Regions from separate parts of the Mus musculus genome. Here region 2 is linked to region 1. Evidence: chromatin contacts called from public Micro-C data. All regions are on one chromosome and are shown on one strand. Each heading gives the region's core, a stretch centred on a gene start, on an enhancer-like site or on the middle of the called end of the contact. The rest is flanking DNA. Distances are from core to core; before and after follow the strand shown.

The links. A called contact is a pair of places that touch in the nucleus more often than the background predicts.
Region 2: a Micro-C map of muscle stem cells shows a contact between it and region 1, with 5 times the contacts expected there. The contact joins the promoter of Hnrnpl here to the promoter of Sipa1l3 in region 1. A contact is called at or near these places in 1 of 484 Hi-C or Micro-C datasets (muscle stem cells) and 2 of 115 datasets of contacts at active chromatin or transcription factors (embryonic basal ganglia and pancreatic cancer cells).

Annotation. Positions count from the first base shown.
Region 1 is chr7:29,502,094-29,510,023 of GRCm38.p6, forward strand. Sipa1l3 (signal-induced proliferation-associated 1 like 3) reads right to left here and starts at 3,367. Exons shown (of 23, transcript NM_001081028.1): 1 at 3,201-3,367; 2 at 1,758-1,822.
Region 2 is chr7:28,807,546-28,815,475 of GRCm38.p6, forward strand. It overlaps Hnrnpl (heterogeneous nuclear ribonucleoprotein L), which reads left to right and starts at 3,345. Exons shown (of 13, transcript NM_177301.5): 1 at 3,345-3,623; 2 at 5,734-5,852; 3 at 6,309-6,546; 4 at 6,657-6,742; 5 at 7,554-7,650; 6 at 7,735-7,807. The coding sequence starts at 3,366.

The DNA of each region.
Region 1 (7,930 bases), core at 2,117-4,616:
GAACACAATCCCATCCCCTCCTCTCTGATTGCGTCATAAATACCCATTAGGCACAACTAATCTGTATCATGACGATGCATCTATTAATCATTTCTATAATGAAAAAGCACTGAGAGTGGGTGGTTCATCACTGCACTGGGCCTGTGAGCACCCTAGAAAACACACCTCCTGTCTGGACAAAGGGCATCATCACTATGCTACCACTGCTTCCTGTTCAACCTCAGAAGCCTACAGGGCTCAAGTTAGAGTAGCTAAGCTCCAACACCTGTGAGCTAATTAAAGAAGGCCATCAATTATAAAAGTAATTTTGGGGAAAAGCTGGAAACGAAAGAAAGAACATAGATGACATCCAGCCAAACATTATGGCACACCCACCCAGAGTACATGTGGAGTGGGAGTGGGGCTCAGTGGTAGAGCCCTGCCTAGAATCCCTTAGTGAGGGGCTGGGGGCATGGCTCAGTGGTAGAGCCCCTGCCTAGAATCCCCTAGTGAGGGGCTGGGGGCGTGGCTCAGTGGTAGAGCCCCTGCCTAGAATCCTCCAGTGAGAGGCTGGGGGCGTGGCTCAGTGGTAGAGCCCCTGCCTAGAATCCCCTAGTGAGGGGCTGGGGGCGTGGCTTGGTAGTAGAAGATATGCTAGGATGAAATGTAAAATATTTTTTAGATTTTTATTTAATGTGTATGAATTTTTTGCCTGCATATATGTGTGTGCACCACATGTGTTCCTGGTACCCACAGAGGCTAGGAGAGGGCATCAGAGCTCCCAGATTTAACGATGGTTGTGAGCCACAATGTAGGTGCTGGGAACTAAACCAAAGTCCTCTGCAAGAGCAGCAAGTGCTCTTAAGCAACTGAGCATCTCTCAGCCCCCTTTCCTTTATTTTCCTTTTTCCTCCCTCTCTCCCTTCCTCCTTCCCTCCCTCCCTCCCTCTCTTCCTTTCAATATGGTTTTTTGAGACAGGCTTTCTCTGTGTAACCCTGGCTGTCCTGGATCTCACTCCATAGACCAAGCTGGCCTCTAACTCAGGGATCTGCCTGCCTCTGCCTCCTGGGACTAAAAACATGTGCCACCACTACCTGACCATCTTCTTTTTCTTTTAAAAAAGAGCGAATCAGAGGAATATTGATTCAGAAATATTTCCATATGGTACTGCTGTGTGAAAGCAAAACTCATGAAAATAAAGACCGTACTATCCCTAATGGAGCAACACTGTTCCCTGGAGCACTATAGAACCATGGAGAAAAGACCCATGATAAGATATGGGAAGACGCTGACAAGGGAGGGTGCTGCTTACAGGTCAGGTAAGGAGGAAAGGGGAGAAAGAAGAGCCTAGAAAGTGGGGGTGGGGGCAGACTGAAAATACTCAAGAACGTAACATAATGTCATCTCCTGAACACTTACCCTCCCACTGTCTTCTCTCCAGGAGTCTTCTGGCACACTAGATATCACCTGGCCTCTCTTTAACGTCTCGCTTACACAGACACTATCAATTAGCACCATCTTCCAGAAAAGGCAACTAAAGCCCAGAATTCAGGCAGTGAGGGACTCACACATTACAAGACATGGCTTTTCCTCAACTTCCCTCAAAGTGATACTCCTTGGAGCTCAGGGAACAGTGACCTGTTGCCATGGCAGCCTTCCACACTGCAACAGGCTCTGGAGGGTGAAGGGCACATGACTGTCACATGGCAACAGTGGGCCCGTGAGGTGCCTCAGAGCTTGGGGCTGCTGGAGAAGCCTGAGAGGGAGGACCACTGACCTGGCTCCCTGGAGCGCCTCGGGGAAGCCTGCCTGGGATATTTTTACAGCACCAGTCGCTGCTACCTGGAGCCAGAAACAGAGAGCGTGTCAGTTACAACACAGTCTGATTCCTTCAACTCACTGGTTAATTAAAACCTGCTCAGCGCACAGCAAGAGTTATTGCCTACTAAAGCAGAGGAGAGGATAAACCAAGGCTGGTCAGGTCACTCTTATCTCCCCTGCCTTCCTGCCACAGAAACCTGGAGCTATGTCACCTTTCCAATACATAGCAGGCACGCACAAATCCTCTCTTACTGAGATTACCCCACTATTCTCTAATTCGCTGGTACCACACTTTCTCTGTCATGCCATGTGCCCAAAATGCCCAAATGAGCCACTGTCAGCTTCCAGGCTGTGACGCCTGAAGGGATTGGGGGCCAGGAAGCCAGCAGCTTGAGGCTGACAGACCCCAAGAATGGCTGCATGACCACAGAGAGACCAGAGAGAGAGGTGACAGGTCACACCAACCACTGCCATGGCTTCCTGGAAACGCTGGTGGCACTCTAGTCAGTCCCAAGTGAGAACAGCTAGCCGTCCATCCACCAATGGGCCATCTAGTAGCATAAATTCATTCATGTCATAACTGAAGCTGCACCCCACCCCACCCCCGCTACAGGCTAGGCACTGTTCTAGAAGGACCAAGGCCTGGCCTGCGCTCCCAGGAAGCCAACAGTTGAGATGCAGGTGGAAGAAAAATCCAGCGAAGGAGGTGGCTCCAGGGTGACTGAGAGGAAGGCACCCTGGGTTGGGAACATCTGAGCAGAGACTTGAGGAGGGGGTGGCTTTGGAAGGCTAGTCCTGAGAACGGCTACGTGAGTGTGGGAAGGCAGGTGGACATGCCACCCCAACTACATCCACAGGCAGAGGACACAGCCAGGGAGAGGCCAGAGCAGGGAGCAAGGGGCCTGAGCTGCAGTCCACAGGCGCAGGGTCAGAGGAGCTGGGGCACTTGGCATGACAACTCAGTGGGTACTACCACTACTTCCTGTTTCCCCCAAAAGAGGAAACTGAGGCCCAGGAGGGTACAGGATTTACCAAGACCACACAGCATACATACTGGGCTGGGGCACCACAGCCCCTGGTAACAAAGTCTGCAGACAGCAGGGGCTCAGCTACAGTCATCTATTCTTTCCCTGGGAGTCCGTGGCCTCCATCTTCTCATTTGCTCAACACTGGGCCAACCTTTCTTCAGGTTAGGAACAGATAGGTAAACACTTCACAAGAGAAGAGGGGGTGAGAGAGAGAGAGAGGGAGAGAGAGGAAGGGAGGGAGGGAGGGAGGGAGCGAGGGAGGGGGAGAGAGAGAGAGAGAGAGAGAGAAGCTAGCTTTCCCTCAAAGAAGAATCAGATTATTAACTTTCTCTGGAAGGTGCTACCGAAGTGAGGAGACATCGCTCACCTACCAGGAGTCCCGGAACACAGCCGTGATCACACTCCAGGAAGGTGGCTACTAGGTTGGCCCCAGGTGTGGCTCCTGTCCCAGGTTTTCCCTAGGCAAGAGCCACCTGCCCCAGCTCCCTAGGCCGACCTGGGGTGGTGCCTCCTCCTGCGCTGTGGGTGTCTGGAATGCGGAAATAGGAACCAGCAGTGCCAGCTTCTAACGACTTATTCAGTGGCCTTCAGGCCACGCCAGCTTACCGGAGTTCCCCTGAGATGGCTGCTCTCTGCACACAGGCACATCCCCAAAGAGCCAGTTCTGCCAATATTCCCTTTGGGGAAGGGAAATAACAGGATTCCTTACTCATCAGACACGTGGTCTTGGGTCTGAATGAGTTTGGGAGAAAGCTCGGAGGTAACAAAGCCTGCCTGTTACAGGCCACCTGCTCGGTGCTGAGCCAGGGCTGGATCAGCGCCACAGCATCCCTGCCCTAAGCCCCGCAGCTTCATTCACAACCTTCCTACCCACAGGTGGGCCCCTCACCTCTGCAGACAGTGCCGGCTGCAGAGGCTGGAGGCTTAATGATTAAACCTTGTGGCAGACTCTTCCACCCAGCCTTGGAAGCACAGCTCTGGGAGGGTGCTGCTCTAAACACTACAGTCTCTCCAGGGCCTTTAAGTCGGAACTACGGTCACGCCTATTTTACAGATAGTGTTGAACAGAAGTCACAGGACGGAGGTCACATAGCAAGTGGGGGTTCAACCCAAGCAGTATATCTCAAGAGTCCAGCTTTTGACTGTTATGCGAATATGCCCTTGTGAAGAGTCTAGTGTCCACCCTGGGAGAGAAAGCCAGTGAGGTCATGGCTCTGGCCCATCAAACACTCAGTAACAGATGGAGCTCAATAGCTTATGACTATGATCTTCGAATTGGAAAAGTCAGACAGGATTTCAAGGTCATTCAAAGCTGCATAGTGAGTTCAGGGACCAACCTGAGCTACAGGAGGCTGTCACAAAACAAAAAAACAAACAGAAAAACAAAAACAACAACAACAACAACAACAAAACCCAAAGAACAACCAAAACAGTTCCATGACTCTCAGCTGTGTTATCACAGGCTGCTCACACCTGGGCCTTCAAAATGGAAAACACCTGGCTCACAGTTACAGCCTAAACTCCAGACTTAACCTCCAGACGTCTGATGGCAAAGTACAGACTCCCAGGTGTGATGCACCTGCCTGTACGCCCTGCATTTGGGAGACTGAGGCAAGAGGAACTGCTGCAATAAGGCCAGACTGGCTATCAGCATCAAACCCTGGCTCAGAAGAGCCAAATGAAGCCGGGCAGTGGTGGCACACACCTTTAATCCCAGCACTTGGGAGGCAGAGGCAGGAGGATTTCTGAGTTCGAGGCCAGCCTGGTCTACAGAGTGAGTTCCAGGATAGCCAGGACTGCACAGAGAAACCCTGTCTCGAAAAAACAAGCAAACAAACAAACACACACATACAAAAAAAAAAAAAAAAAAAAACCCCGAAGAGCCAAATTAAAACTCTTACTATCATCTTTATCAAACTGCGGTAAACCAGAACCAAGATGCTCTTGCCTGCAGGGAGCTCTCAGTCACCTGAGAACAATCTGGCAAAACAAAAGAAAACAACCAAAGGAAATTGCAACAAGCAGATTCCCGTGCCCTCAAGGGGCACTGGCTGTGAGTCGGGCATGTCGCATGATTTCACAAGCTTCAATCCCCCCACAACCTACCTGCTCTACCTTGCAGACAGGGAAATGGAGGTCATTGGGCTAACCCAAGACCAATACAGGGCCCAGTAGGACCCAGGACTTGCACACAGGTTAAGTCACATTTCTCAGGCCCTCCGCAGTCTCCCAGGGCAACCACTGTCCACAGGTGGTCAGAGGAAAAATTCTGCCCGTAAGAGGAATGTCGCTTTCATAGATGGTTGGGGACTGGGCCAGAACCACCGGAGTTCACAATTTTGAGCTAGCAACCTACACCTGACTTACATCCTCCCCTTCTGTCCACCCCACAGCCCTCCATGGTCCTCAGAGTCAAGCCTCTGTGAGAAGGATCTTGCTCAGGAGTGGGAGGGAGCAGGGGGAACCCCAGGTGGTGCCAAGCAGGGTGAGCTCTCAAAAAGCATGCACACAGGGCTGGTGAGATGGCTCAGTGGCTAAGAACACTGACTGCTCTTCCAAAGGTCCTGAGTTCAAATCCCAGCAACCACATGGTGGCTCACAACCACCCGTAATGAGATCTGACGCCCTCTTCTGGTGTCTGAAGACAGCTACAGTGTACTTATGTATAACAGTAAATAAACATCTAAAAAAATAAATAAATAAAGGATGCACAGACCTCCAGTGTTGTGCCCAACTTGGGAGTCCCTGCACTTTCAGACAAAATGTTTGGTAGCTGACACAATGAAGGGGTGCTAGGGTACAGGGACTATGATTATGCACACAGCTAAGCAGCTGAGTAATTACAAATCTTAGAAGTGCCACAGGAACAGCACAATGCAGGATATTGTGGTTCTGCTGCTCCGCACCTCTACAGGCGACCCGCACACACTCTTGTGTGCTCCTGAGCGGTGCTGTGAGTTTACTCCCATGGCCTCTGGCCTGGCCTCTGAGCGGCACAGACAGGGTTATTTGTGTTAGGTTATTTGTCCCAGTGCTACTACAAAAGACCTAAGAGGAACCAGGAGGCAGGGCATAAAAGCAAGGTTCTTCTCTCTTAAAGGGACACATAGGTGTCCCTTAACTACTGCTGGATAGGGTGTGCCAACTGGAGCTACACAGGGAGCTAGGGATCATGAGAGGTGCACAGCCGATAGCAGAGTGACACAAAGGACTGGGACTGGGTCCTTTTTGAAGAGCTACTGTCAACCCTTGCAGAGACCTGTGGGATTCTTTGTTATCTAAATCTCCTTTCCAGACTTCCTACAAGTTTCAACATGTGTTTTCTGGGCACGAACCCTGGTAGCTCCTGGGGGACTGTTGAAAATCCAAATGTTCACTCACACTGGACCTGGAGCACAGAGCTTTCTGGGATTTTGCAGGCCTGAGAGCTGTGCAAGGGCACGCAGAGGGCTGAAAAGTTACTGAACATCATTCCCAGGCCCTCTGACACCCCCCACCCCCCGTGAGTTATTTAAATTCTACAAAGGGAATAAGTAGATTAGCTGAAGGGGTCACTGGGAGGCTTGGCTTAGGTTAGTTATTGCAGGTAAAGTATCTCACTCATACCATGTCTGGCACACATTAGACACCAAAACTTGTCTTTGCTACTGCTGCCATTACCGTCATCATTACTGTCAGCAGCCAAAGGCACACCGACCGAGGCAACTTCTGGCCCAGGTCTTCCAAGGCGGGGCCCCGCCTCTTTTACATTTATCTTCCACCCAGGAGTCAGTCCTTTTGGGGATCCTTGAGGACTTCTGACTATCTTTTTGGTCAGTATAAGGGTGTGGCAAATGGGAGGGGCCAAAGGGCTTTCTTCCTAGGCCTCGTCCCAAGCCACTTCCTCTCCACTGCTGCCCCAGCACATACCACCATGGGACTCCAAACTCAGGAACCAAGATGAAAAGAAGGCTGAAGACTGACTTACAGGGACCCGTCCAGTAGGAAAAGGACTTTTGTTAGACTGCACCAGAGCCAAGCTTTGGAGCCATAGCTGGGCAAGGGCCCTTACTCTGAGCTGTTACAGGCACTGTAGCACCAGTCAGTGAAGGCAAAGAATGAGACATAGGAGGTCTGGTCTCTGGCCACTAACCCTTAGAGTGAGAAGGGGTGACCAAAGGCCTCTGGCTCAAGAAAGGAAGCTGTTAGAGCTAATTTTGTAAAGCTCACTGTTAAACCAGTCTTAATCCACAGACAAGACCCACTGTCAGGTTATGGCCCAACCCAATACACGTCAGGGAAGTTCAATACAATGTGAGGGACTGGAGGCTAGCGGGCACCTGGGCCCACAGTGTCTCTCATGGAGGGACCTGGATGTCTAATGTGTTCTGGCCCTCACAGCTGTGGCTACTACTCAGATATCAAGACTATTTTCCAATCAAAGCTGCAATGTGCTCAGTGTCACTGAGCGCTTAGATTTCTTTTGTTATTTTAAAGAGAAGAGCAAGCTCTTAGCACTTCCACCTCTGTCTCTTCCACCTCCTAAATCAGTCTGCTACACTTAAGTCCCAGGAGCTCCTCCACCTTACTCCCCTCAGGACCTTTGCCCCACCACACACGCCCACCTCCTCCATGGCTGTCCTCTGGCTATGAGGCCTAAAACGTCAACACCTTCCGACCTAATACTTCATATTCCTTCCCGCTCAATTCCCTCACCATAGTGCTTGCTATGCCATCCGACGCACTGCACAGCTTCTTTACCTTCTTTTTAGCAGTATTTCCCACACATGTGGAAGTCCAAGAGAACCACTTGCAATTGTTCTCTCTTCTTCCCCGAGGTGGGTTCTAGGGATCAAAATCAGGCTTTTATCCCCTGAGGCGTGTTATTGGCCCTCTTGTTCTACTGGGGTTTGTGTGTGTGTGTGTGTTTCTTTGAGGTAGGTTTCATGTAGCCCAGGCTGGTCTCGAACTCAGGACACAGATGAAGATGGCCATTAGCTCCTGAGTACCCTGCCTGGTTCCCCAGACTGAGGCTGCAGGTGTGTGCTGCTAGCTTAGCCTCACTAGTCTTGTTTCTTAACCTCGCACTCAGAGGGCCCCAGAATGGTGAGAAAGGTGAGGG
Region 2 (7,930 bases), core at 2,095-4,594, 690 kb before region 1:
TCTTCTTCTCCTCCTCCTCCTCCTCCTCCTCCTCCTCCTCCTCCTCCTCCTCCTCCTCCTCCTCCTCCCCCCCTCCTCCTCAGAAGACAGGATTTCACGTACCTCCGGCTGGTTCTCAGCTCTTTAGGAGTGGAGGATGACCTTGTACTCAGTTCTCTCAGAACTGGGATTACTCCAAGGACTGAGAAGTGAGGCGCAGTGGCTTCATTAGCTGAGCTGGCTTTGTCCTTGCACCACTAGGGAGGATTAGCCAATTTAGCAGGCCAACCCGAAGGAGGCTCACTTCATAACCCTTTCTGTCCCAGTGTAGCCCCAGCATTCCAGGGGAACCCATGGCTCTCCAGGAAGCCCTTACGGCAGTGTCCCAGTCTCCTGGCCTGCTTTCATTACTTCTTTCCTTGGCTATAACCTTGGGAATCAAAAAACAGGGAGTTTCTGTGACAGGGCAGTTGTTGCCCACACCCGGTTTCTCTCAGGGAGTATACATAATTATAACTGTGAGAAGGCATAGGACTAAAATGACTAAGATGTGCCACTGGAGTCAAAGGCAGTTGGATGAAAAGGAGCAAAGACAGATGGCTCAGCCGTCAAAAGTACTAGTTGCTTCTAAAGAGGGTCTGGGGGGTTCAATTCCAGGCACCCACATGTCAGCTCACAACCGGTGGGGAACTCCAGTACCTGGCGATCGGGCCTTCTTCTGACCTCGGCAGGCAGAGAATCAGCAGATTTTTGGGTTGGTGTGGGTGTACAGGAGCTGTGAGAGTCAGATGACCTGCGTGTGGTCTAGATATGTGGCCCCAAGCTGTCCTTACACTCAAAACTCCCTGCCTCAGCTGCACAGCTGAGCCTGGTGTGGGGCATAACCCCTGTGCTTAACCACGGTTCTCTAGCGTTCTCTGATAGGCACACAGACATCACCCAGTATCAGTTTCGACATCAGACACTTAGCAGCTGTGGCATCTTAGGTCCTCGAGCCTGCTTACCCATCTGTACAACAAACATGTCTACATTTATCTTCCAAACACTCGGCAAATGGAGAAAACTGCCACGTAAACCGCAAGCGACTGGAGGACTTATTTTCCTGGCTAGGGTGGAAAGTGGGACAGAGGGTGAGCAAGAATGCGGAGCTCAAACAACACAGCCGCTCAACGTTCTTCCCATTCCGTTCCAGACTCGGTTATCTTCCTCAGTGCCCCCTTTCCCCCAGTGAAAAGAGGTCGTGGTCCCTTTAAGGTCCGCCCCTCCCTCCCCCAAAACTTCCCAGTGTCTGCTCTTTTCGATCCCGGACGGCCGGCCAAGCTCGCCGCCGAGCTGGTAGGGGACAGGGCCAAGGGGTCGGGGAGGGATGTGGGGGCGTGGGGGGACCTGCGGGACGCACGTCGCTGCGCCGGCGGGAGGGCGGGGGACAGGCTGCGGGAGCAGCGGGCACGGGCGTGGGCACCAGTAGCTGCCCCAGGCGTGAGTAGTCTACGAGCCGCTTGCACCGTACAGGGTTTAGCCTAGTGCGGACAGCACGCCCGAATGAGGGGCATACGGGACCCGCGCGGGGGAGGATAGGAGACCTCCCGTTCCCCTCCCCCACTACCGTCTCTGACGTAGACGCGGGACCCCGCCCTTCTGCGGGAGCGCCGCCTCCCCGCCCCCCGTGCGTCACCTGCTACGCCTTGGCGGCGTACCCCATGTTGGGAGGGCCTTCTTTGGAGTGTCTGTGTCCAGTGAAATGGCTGGAGATCCATTTATATCCTCACCAGCCTCCACCGCTTCCAAACTTTTTTAATTAGGAGAATCCCTTTGTATCCCAGGGTAGCCCTGAACTCAAGGCAATCCTGCCTCCAGAGCGCTGCATTACAGGCTTGCAACCACTACGCCATGCTTAAAACTTATCCCAACACCCGGGGTTCTGTTCTCTGAGCCTTTACTCACATTTCAAACTTAGTACCAAGCGGATATCCGCTTTGGGAATGACCTGGTGGAAAGGTGTCACAGCACGTTTTGAAGCGGCCTGTGAGTCTTACACCGTCTCAAGACGTGTGTGTGTGTGTGTGTGTGTGTGTGCGCGCGCGCGCGTGCGTGTGGTGGGGGTGGGGGTAGATACGCGCCTTGTCTGTGCTAGGCAAGCGTTCCATTGCTGAGCTACATCCCAGAGTCTTCTTGACTCCCTAGTTTCCCCATAAAGCCTCTGGACGGGTCTGTGGTCGGGATCCGGATCCTCCGTCAGTACGTTCCCTGTCTGCTTGCTCCCCGGCGGGCACTTGTCGGCGTTGCAGCTCTCGGGCTTCGCAGGACCCTGGGAGGAGACAATCGCTTCAGAGCAGTCTCCAAGTAGCGAGTCTAAGCCACAGAGCACTCTGGAGGACGCAGGGTGCTCAGTTGCCAAGTGCGAACCGAGTTGAACTATAAAGATCTACCACCATGACTGAATTTAGAGTGAAATGACGGTGCCTGCCAGGGTCCAAAGTCACATGGCAATCAATGAGTGTTTTATTAGTGAGAAGTGCTCAGATTTGAAGGTTCTTTTAAAAATAATAACCTCCAGCTTAGGATAGGGTAGAGGTGAAGTAAACGTTCTAATGGGTTATAGCTGCTGCAAATTGTTGTCTTGCTCTAGACTTCCGGAGCTTGCAAACAACAGACGCGCGAAAGACCGTTCGGGTACTCGAGTAGTTGTATCCCTTAAAGTCACCTCTTCTATTGAAGCCCCCCCCCCCCCCCAAAAGTACAGGAGCGCATGCGCTCTCTCGGGACCGGTTCCTAGATTGCGCCACAGAGAGCCTACGGGCTCTCCTTTTTCACCAATCAGAAGCTATCAGTCGTCCTATACCATCTGGCAATAGGGCATTCTTTCCACTCTTCATTGACCAATCGAGTGTTGACGTACGAGACGGGCACCTGGGGGAACAATTGTAGGAACACAGAAGGGAAGGCCTTTCTTGTATCCCAGCGGAGTGGCGCGGGAAGATGGTCGTTGTGACTGGGAAACGCAAGGATTTCAGAGTGACCGATTAGCTAGGAAACCAATGAGAGCGGGAAGGAGGCGGAGCTTCGGAGGCCCACTTCCATTTACTGTTTGTGGGAAGGCGGAGCGATCCCAAAAATCTGGCCTATTAAATCAGAGTTTATTTTAAGGAGGTGGGGCCTGGCGGAATGACTGGCAAGAAGCGTTCACCTATAAGGAGTGCGATTGGCGAACAGAGGCGGTCTTTCCAATAGAACGGCATGCGTCCTATCCAATAGAAATGAACCGTGAGGAAACTTCCCCTCCCCCCAAGATAGGGCCAGTGGCTCCCCCTATCGGGTGGGGGCGGCGAGTGACGGGCGTGTCCCTCCCCCAATGAGAGGCGGGGGGAGGCGGGTTCTGCGCCGCCATGTCGCGGAGGCTGCTGCCCCGGGCGGAGAAGCGGCGTCGGCGGCTCGAGCAGAGGCAGCAGCCGGACGAGCAGCTGAGGCGGGCGGGAGCGATGGTGAAGATGGCGGCTGCGGGCGGCGGAGGTGGCGGTGGTCGCTATTACGGCGGCGGCAACGAGGGAGGCCGAGCCCCTAAACGGCTGAAGACTGAAAACGCCGGCGACCAGCACGGAGGCGGCGGCGGCGGAGGCTCCGGGGCGGCGGGCGGCGGCGGCGGGGTGAGGCTGGGGCTTTAGACTCCCGGAAGGAAGGGGAAATTTCGTACTTTAAAAAGCTATTTATTTTTCACAGGGGGGAAAAATCTCTGCGCAGGCGCTGCAGCCCTCGCGCTTTTTTGGTGGGTGGGGGAGGGGCAGGCGTTGGGCAAACGGCGGGGTTTGCGCGAGGACAGGCGCTTGCGCGTGCGCACAATCCGAAGCGGGGCTTGAGGGGGCGGAGGAAGCGGCTGGCTCTGCAGGCACCGCACTGCGCAGGCGCCGCGGGCCGGCATGTGGGGGGCCTAGGCACGCGGTCGGGCCGTTTTTTTTTTTTCTCCTCACTTCTTTATCTTTTTTTTTTTCCTCTTCTTTCCGTGTCCCTATGCGCAAGCGCGTTTCTACAACCACAGCCAGCGAGCGGGAAGCGGGTGGGCGGTGGCCTGACCGAGTCGCCCCGTCGCAGTTTTAATCATGGTCGTTTCCATATAGAAGTTCACTTGATGAAATTATAAAATTATAATGCCCAGATTAAACTGTTTAACTTCTTTTACTGTGTGCATTGAAAAACGGAAGACGATTTGTGAAAGGCAGATTTAACTTTGGGAATTGAGCCAAGCTTAGAAATTATCACTCGATTTGCTTAGGGCTCCAGGATTGGGGCATTTATAAACTAAACTGTATTATGGTCCTGTGGCTATGCATAGAGTCTTTCAGCCTATTTAGTCTTCTGAAGGTCACAATTATGGTGTCTGGGTTAGGATGCAGTTTGCATTCCTTTTAAAAGTTTATTATTAAAGTCCTTCCGGTGGGCACGGAGTCACAGGCCTTTAATCTCTTTGGTTTGAGGCCAGCCTCTTATGCATAGTTAATTCCAGGACAGACAAGGCTGTGAGACTTATCAAAAAGCCAAACAAACAGTGCCCTCTTGATGAGGCTGCTGCTCATGCATTTATCAGCTTCTCCCTGTTGTTACAGTGTTAGGTTTCTCAAGGATTTGGAAGACATTTTAGTTGAGTCTGGTAAGTTAACTGCCAAGCTAGACAACGGGAGCCCATGAGGTGGAAGGAGAGAACAGACTCCAAAAGGTTGTTCTCCGAACATCTCATGGGCTGTGTGGTGAGCCTTACCCCCACCCTAATCATTTAAGGTGAGAGGTACCTCACATTCGGTGTTGGTCCTCTGAGATGGGGACTTTTATGGACTCCCTTTACAAAGCAGGAAAGACACTGGGTAAATTAGGTTGAGTCTCACCAGTGACAAACAGAAGTAAGATTAGAACTCAAGGTTGTGGAAGGCAAACCTCAACTGGAAATGGCTGGGAAGGGTGTGCCTTGTGTGGTTCACTAAGAACCCACTAATATGCATAGGTTTCTGCCCAGTAGTGTTCGGGGCATGGGCCACAGTCTAGAGAGATGGAGGAGGACGTTCTCTCCAGAGCTCTAGAAACTGCCTGTGTGTGATTGTGTGAGTGGAGGAGCTGTGGAAAATGTTACAGGTTGGGATAGCAGTTCGGGGTGGAAGACCTTGGCCTAGACAGTATAAGACAGGCAGGGCGTATTGTCCTGGAAGCCTTGTGTCCCTAAGCACTTGGTCTTTTGCCCAGACCAGACCTGAAGGTGACTTGTGGTCACAGTCTTCTTAATCAAGTGACCAAAGCTTGCCCAGCCAGAGAAAACACAAAGAAGCTAGAACACATGCAGAGTGTGGTTTTTGTTGTTGTTTTTCAAGACAGGGTTTCTCTGTGTAGCCCTGGCTGTCCTGGAACTCTGTAGACCAGGCTGGCTTTGAACTAAGAAATCTGTCTGCTTCTGCCTCCCAAGTGCTCTGGGATTAAAGGAGTGTGCCACACTACCCATTGTAGAGTGTGTTAAGACTAGCAGGCAGCTGTTGGAGCTCTTCTTGTGGGTGTGGTCCCTTTCTAAGTCACTCTTCCTGTTGTACTTTGATTCAGAGATGAATTCCAGAAAGAGTATCAGATATGAGACCGGATCTTTCTACATTTAGCCTTCCTTAGAAGCTAGGCTTATCACTAAGCCTCTAGGGGGCAGATGGCCACCCACTCAAGGCTTTTGGTGATCGCGTGGCAGTACATTGGGGTCCCTCTTTTCACTGTGTGACCTTACTTTTTCAGGAGAACTACGATGACCCCCACAAAACCCCTGCCTCCCCAGTTGTTCACATCAGGGGCCTGATTGACGGAGTAGTGGAAGCTGACCTTGTGGAAGCCCTGCAAGAATTTGGACCCATCAGGTACTTCTTGATGCTGGGTTAGAGCTCCTTAGCATCCCTGAGTGTCACTGCTGTCTGGTTCTGAGCAGTGCTGGTCCCAGGGTCTGTGGCTGTATCCTGTGACTTGTCCTCAGAGAGTTCACTCTTGCCGTGTTTCAAGTTTTAGTTCCTTCTTCCCCCATCTCTTCCCCACCCCTGGGGATCTAGTCAGACCTCTTTATTCTCCTAGTGACTTCTTACTGTTTGACCAGACCAGTTGCTTGCTGGTCTAGATTCCTTCTTCCACAAAGTTGCCCAGGCAATGATTGATTAGCACTGTGATCTGCTCAGCCTGGCAGTCTGTTCTGATTTAGGAGAGGGGCCAGGAGGGTAACTGGCTTAGAGTGTTGGGGGTCAGGGTTGAGAAGAGCAAGAATCATTTCACAAAGTTGTCTGGTTCCCCTCCCAAGAGCACTGAAGCCTGCCTTCTCTCTGCAGCTATGTGGTGGTGATGCCAAAGAAGAGGCAGGCACTGGTAGAGTTTGAAGACGTGCTGGGGGCTTGTAATGCCGTAAACTACGCTGCAGACAACCAGATCTACATTGCCGGTCACCCTGCATTTGTCAATTATTCTACCAGCCAGAAGATCTCTCGCCCGGGCGACTCTGATGACTCCCGGAGCGTAAACAGCGTGCTTCTGTTTACCATCCTAAACCCCATCTACTCCATAACCACGGTGTGTGTGAAGGGAAGGCGCTCCCACCTCTTCTTTCCCCTCTTGCCCGACTCCATCATCCCCAGCCAGCCAGGCCCCTTCCTTATCTTGCCTGTTTTTATCTCTTCTAGGATGTTCTTTACACCATCTGTAACCCTTGTGGCCCTGTCCAGAGAATTGTCATTTTCCGGAAGAACGGAGTTCAGGCTATGGTGGAATATCCTTTTCTGGGAAACTGGTGTTTGTTTCTCAGAGTTTAGCATAGAGAATGTAAAAGACCAGGCTATGAGGCTTATAGAAACAGCTGATCAGGGTATGTTCTAATGAGATACTATTTTGTTTAGGAGTGTGTGCACCCCTTGTGAGAGTTGGGCCCAGTGCTTCCTTCATGCAGCTGTGCAAGTGAGACAGCTCAGCTCTATCCACCGTCCTCTTCCTTCTTTGAGGTGGATGGGTCCATTCTGTTAGAGAGGAACTTAGATAAGGAGCAGAAATCAAGCCGGGCAGTGGTGGCGCATGCCTTTAATCCCAGCACTTGGGAGGCAGAGGCAGTCCTCTTTTTTGAGTTCTGAGTTTGAGGCCAGCCTGGTCTACAGAGTGCCTGGACAGCCAGGGCTACACAAACCCTGTCTTGAAAAAAAAAGAAAAATCAGAAGACTCCAGAATGACAGGAAAGGGGGAGAGGTTTTTGTTTTGATAAAGATGGCTTGCCTAGTGTCTCCTTGGCCAAGTTGCAGTAAGAAGCCATTTTTTTTTTTTTTTTTTTTTTTTTTTAAAGAAGCCACTTTTTAAAGCAGGCAGGGTATAGATTGCAGATATAATGGGATGGCATGAGATAGTGTGTTGCTGCCATCTCTGTTGAGGCTGGGATAAGGGTGCAGACCACAGTGAACCCTAGCCAATGACTGCTTCCTGAGTACAGTCCCCGGTGTGTCCATAGCTTTTACCCGAGGCTGTATGTGGTACTGAGGCTGAGTCTAGTAATCCTTTCCCAAGCTCCACAGTTCTGCTTCCTTAAGTCTTCTCACGTTTGATTCTGTGCAAAGTGCCCAGCGCGCCAAGGCCTCACTCAATGGGGCTGACATCTATTCCGGCTGTTGTACTCTGAAAATTGAGTACGCAAAGGTAGGTCTGGGGAGTGACTGCCCTGTGTTGGGTACCTGGTGAGATGAGGCACGGCCGGCTTCAGACTCTGTCTCGTCTTCACAGCCTACGCGTTTAAATGTATTCAAGAACGATCAAGATACTTGGGACTACACGAACCCCAACCTCAGTGGACAAGGTAATCCTGATGGCTACTTTGTTCTAAATACACCGCCTTCCCTCTTCACTCGACTAGTGTACTTGACAGACCCAGGCTCAGGGTTATGTAATGCCATTGGGCTCCCTGTGGACATGGGAGGGC